2 separate regions of the Bombyx mori genome follow, and region 1 is linked to region 2. Evidence: chromatin contacts called from public Hi-C data. All regions are on one chromosome and are shown on one strand. The core of a region is the stretch at or near the end of the contact, and the rest is flanking DNA. Distances in the headings are between cores, read along the strand shown.

What was found. A called contact is a pair of places that touch in the nucleus more often than the background predicts.
Region 1: a Hi-C map of posterior silk gland shows a contact between it and region 2, with 1.7 times the contacts expected there. The contact joins the promoter of LOC101742384 here to the enhancer-like site in region 2. A contact is called at or near these places in 2 of 7 Hi-C or Micro-C datasets (posterior silk gland and whole pupa).

What each region holds. Positions count from the first base shown.
Region 1 is chr9:9,097,341-9,100,040 of ASM3026992v2, forward strand. It overlaps LOC101742384 (protein roadkill), which reads right to left and starts at 1,404. Exons shown (of 10, transcript XM_038012779.2): 1 at 933-1,404.
Region 2 is chr9:9,038,237-9,040,936 of ASM3026992v2, forward strand. LOC101742384 (protein roadkill) reads right to left here. Exons shown (of 10, transcript XM_038012779.2): 6 at 195-532. Among protein-coding and RNA genes, the nearest start is that of LOC101742823, 24 kb to the left of the region's middle. Within about 2 kb of position 1,300, at least 6 of the 8 cell types and tissues checked have open chromatin away from gene starts, as enhancers often do.

The DNA.
Region 1 (2,700 bases), core at 154-2,653, 59 kb after region 2:
TAGAATAAATAAGCAAGAACTCCTGCCTGTTCATAATACAATCATACTTAATAAGTTATGCTATGAATACATGACATTTTATTTATTTGTAGCTGTCGTATATTGTAGGAACCAAATTCTGTCATCATCAAATAGTAATTTACAGGTAGAATTTTTCATGAAGGCATGCATAACCAATTCGGGAGCTAGGTTCAACTTTAATAATTCATCAAATGGAGTTACAGATAACTATACAGAGTATGGTTTCTAAAGGGCCCAATTAAAATTTACAACCACATTGGCTTCTTGCTCTTTAAGTTCTCAGCACAGATAAATTGTGGATAAATTAGTCACTATATAATACAGATGTGATATAAAAATAGAAAAATTAAGGTATCTTGGAGAGCATTGTATAGAGTGTGTGTTCCTTTAACTTATGAATTCCGGATTATAGTATTTTAGTATGAAAACTACCTTGTATTCCTAGACAGATTTTAATCAAATGTTCAATTTGTAATCACAAGCAATAGACCAGTGAATGACATAAATATTACGTATTCCAACAAAATTTAGCTCTACATCTATCTTCATCACAAAGACAAGGTCATTTAAAATAAATATTCAGCTGTCATAAACTACATATACGCTTGGAGTAGGAATATTTTTATTTAAGTAACATAGAATTCCAACAACGTAACTCCATCCGTACAAAACACATCTGTAACTATTTTTAAAAATATAATGGTTTCCAACTATAAAGATGTAATCAATGAAAAGTACTCCATATTACTGGATATTTTAATTTTTAAAGATTTTAAGAAAAACATACTCATATACCTAGAAATACTCTTAAATGTGAAAAATTACCTCTTGATAAATAATTTAAATGAACTGTGGTGAAATTCAAGATAGAAGAGGTTGACATTTACATTACGGAAACCGAATTTACTCACCTTTGACGTTTTTCTTTCACTTTTAAGTAATATTCTTCACTTCACAACAATTATTACAACTAAAATTAACGGGAAAACGTGCCCAAATTATAAAAATAAATCAAATAATAATTGCAAAAACAAAAGAAGCAGAAGTCACAGCACAGCAGCACTGACAGGGGTAGGTACACAACCACAACTTTGGTTAAAATATGCACGCGGAAAACTACAAAACTTAAATTTCTATTCATATAAAATTGCCAAATTAAAGCTTTATTACATTGAAATAAAGAAAGAAAAAGTGGCAAAGCTCAGTAGCCATCTGTTTCTACAAAAAAGAACTATAAATTATTTATTGGCACAAGAGACTAACAGATGTCACTGTACATTTTCTAATTTCTAACATCAAAAAAGTTTATCTCTGAGGGCAAACATTTTTAATTTTATCATGGAACTTTTTAAATTTATGTTTCTTTTTAAACTAGGATTTTATATATTAGTATTTTATATTTAGTAGTACGTATAATGGGGTGATTGGGGAAAAACAGGAATATCTTTCGACGCTCAATATTAGTTTTATATTCGTTGCAAAATCTTCCATTTTTTGTAGTTTAATAGTAGAATGTTGAAAGTTTACAAAACAACTCTGAATATGCATGATAATAGCTGCTAACTTATAAAAAATCGCATTTCAAATTAACTTCCTCTGGTGGTAATTACTTTACTGCTAGAAATTTTGCACTCTTTTATTTATTTCATAATAATAGAAGAAGACTGTGATTTATAAACGTTATTTAGTGTTTGAACCATCTTAATATATATTAAAGGTAAGTCTCAGTTGTTATTGGTTTTAATGTATTTGATAAAATAAAAATACATGTGAAAATCTGTTGTTTTTGGGGATATCGGGGACGTCTCAGGTACAAATAATAACGAAAAAGGGGTCAATTGGGATGAAAATAAGTGAAATGGAAACGACGTAAGTATAAATAGGTACAGGTTTGTAGGGTTGTCTATGTAGTTATAACAATATTTTTTAAATTTGTTGGTAAGAATCGGATTTATTCATGATGTTTTTGTCTAGAACTTTTATTCAAAATTATCAATGTGTTATTTTATGGTTTGGCAAATATTTATATTATCAGTTACGTATTGTTTTCTATTTTTAGATATGCCTTGCGTGTACGTATCAAAGAGTGCAAAGCCTTATAAGAGATATGGTCCCTTAATATTAAAAACAGCAATAGAAGCCTATGAAATTGGGAATAAGTCTTTAGTTGAAATAGCTTAATTGCTTTAAGAAGGGTGACCGTGCTCTGCTCAAGAACTATAGGCCTATTTCACTTCTTAGCCATATTTATAAGCTGTTCTCGAGAGTCCTTACAAATCGCTTGGCCTCTAGACTTGACGAGTTCCAACCTCCGGAGCAGGCTGGGTTTCGCAAAGGCTTACATACGGCAGGCAGGCATACGGTAGACCACATCCACACGCTGAGACAGGTTATTCTGAAGACTGAAGAATACAATCGTCCTCTGTGTCTCGCGTTTGTAGACTACGAAAAAGCCTTCGACTCCGTCGAAACTTGGGCTATTCTGGAATCCGTACAGCGATGCCTAGCCGATTGAGGTGTTGAAGAGTTTATATAAAGCCGCCAAAATGACAGTCCAGATCCAAAACCAGCAGACAAACCCGATTGAGCTTCACAGAGGGGTGCGACAGGGTGACGTATCGCCGAAACTGTTCACTGCTGCTCTCGAGAATGTCTTCAAGACTCTGGACTGGAGTAAGC
Region 2 (2,700 bases), core at 50-2,549:
ATTCAGATGATCCTGTGAAGTTTGGCTTTAATTACGGAATCAAAGTCAAACCAAATAAGTGGATCGGTTTTGTCTAGTAAAATAATAAGACTATTAAATAAACTGTTAATTTCTGAATTCTCTAATTCAGTTTATGAATCATGGTTACCAAATTTAGTAAAGCTGAGTTGGTACGAATTGTAGATAACGCTCACCTTCTGATAAACTTTTTGAATCCCCAGTCTTTTCCTTGCACGAATCTGTACGCCCGTTGCGATTCCATTGCTTTAGTTTCTTCTCTTTTAGCATTTAATATTGAAAATTTAAACTTTGCCCGCACTTCTGATTTATTACACGAGACTAATAATAAGTATAACGATAAATAGTCTTTGCTCTCTTCATCGAGTCCTTTTGGATTGACGCGAAGACACCATTTTAATTTATCACTAGCACCAGCTGAGAAAGTCGATGATTTTAACACTTCACCCATTTCTTCTCTACAAAAACTAAAATTGTTTATTGTCCACATGTAACTGAATTTCACCACTTTGACCTGAAACAAGAGAAAACTAATTTTTAATCTAAATTAACTATCTATCTACTACTGACTCGAAATTGAAAAATGTTACTTATATTCAACTAGCGACTATTTAATGGATGTTATTATACATATAAACTTTCCTCTTCAATTACTCTATCTATTAAAAAAAACCGCATCAAAATCCGTTGCGTAGTTTTAAAGATTGAAGCACACATAGAGATATAGGGATAGAGAAAGCGACTTTGTTTTATACTATGTAGTGAAGAGGCTATAGATATGTATAATAACAAATGACGCTTTTGCAAATGTGTCGTTGACGCAACTTTTATATTTGATTTCTCATCACTAACAAATCTTACTTGAAGATCCAAGTTGCTATTTAATACAAAGCCAGTCCTTTGTGTTTTGATTCTAATCGCTGCATGCTATGTAAAACAAACAAGTTGCATTGCCGGACAAGCGTTTAATGACTTATTTATGGCAAATAAACTTTTATTGTGAACTAAATAGTAAACCTTCATGCATGATTCAAGGTTAGAATGCCACAGGTAATCACTTTGTGGGACTAGCATAATACATTGATATTTTTTCCTTTTCAATATTTTGCGAGGTAATTCCGCTGACATTGAATTTAATTTTAGCAGATAGATAAAGCATTTATCTGAGATAAAATGTTTGGTTGCGCCGTATCACGATTTGTGAATTATGACATGGTCGATGGAGTATTTTTTATGGCGTACAGTATATGGACATGTGGAGTTAGACGAAGGTCAGGAGGAATAGGCGTAGAATGGCGGGCGCAGGTTGGTCGTTGCCCCCGACCGTTGCTTGGCTTGCGGTGCTGCCTGGGGTCTTCGCCCGGTCGCCGACCCGTTCCAAGGCCGACCACATCATCCCCGTAACTTTGTGGATACGCTGATAACATCCGTTTGCAAATTCCACGGACGAGATTTTATAAATTACTAGCTTGTGCCCGCGACTTCGTCCGCGTGGAATAGTTACTTTGGCATAACGCTAAATTTTAGAGCATAAAAAACGTTACAGTGAGCCAACCTTAACATATGGACATATGCTGTCACGGACTTTTTTTTAGATCTTTTAAAGGGGAGCAATTCTGTCATACATTATTTTAGCGAAACTTTAACCGTTTCCGCAGCGCACGCAGCGGAAGCTCTCAAAAGGGAAAAAAACAGATTTTGAAACATCATTTATTGGTGCTTTATCTTAGCGTGATGTTATATAGCCTTCTTCAGTAAATGGGCTATCTAACACTGAAAGAATTTTTCAAATCGGACCAGTAGTTTCTGAGATTAGCGCGTTCAAAAAAACAAACTCTTCAGCTTTATAATATTAGTACGGATTACTAAATATTCATACATACATATAGCTTAAGTTACATTGGTATGATACTGCAAATGAGACAGAGAAGTTTGCGTTTATGAATAACTAAGTAAATGATAAAATCTTTCAAACGCTTTAAAATAGTACATTACAGAAATATTGTATTAATTTTTTTTAGTGACGCATTACTTACTTAATAATGATGGACATGGTTATCGCGAGCTGACACGTGTATCAACGACCGGGAGCATTCTTACACGTGTATTTAGCGAAGGCTTTACCGCTGTAGGTAGCTATTATATTATTTAGGCACTACCACATCTAGCAGTGGTAGTAAATGGTTGCAGATTAGTGGGCTTTGATTCCGTTATAAAACGGTCGTGTAGAAATGATACATCAGCAGGTTGTTGGTCGTCAAAACTGAATGAGACCTTAATAAGTGTACGTGCCGCTACGTCGGGCGGCAACCGAAAAATACCGTTAGTGCTCGCAAACTAAATAGATTTTTTTGGACAAAAAATATAAAAAAGGCAGCATCGGGTCGATGGTTAAGTCGCACAACGGTCGCTCCAATAACGGCTTTGTTTCTAGATTCGAGTTGTCGTGAACGATATAAGGAAACATCGTATAACGTAAATTGATTAAGACTGGTGATAGGACATCTTGTGAGTCCGTGCGGTACCACTACCCTGCCTATTTCTGTCGTAAAGCAGTAATGCGTTTCGGTTTGAAGGGCGGGGCAGCCGTTGTAACTATACTTGAGACCTTAGAACTTATATCTCAAGGTGGGTGGCGGCATTTCGTCGTGGCCTAAAGAATAATACGTCCGGTGCATTCGT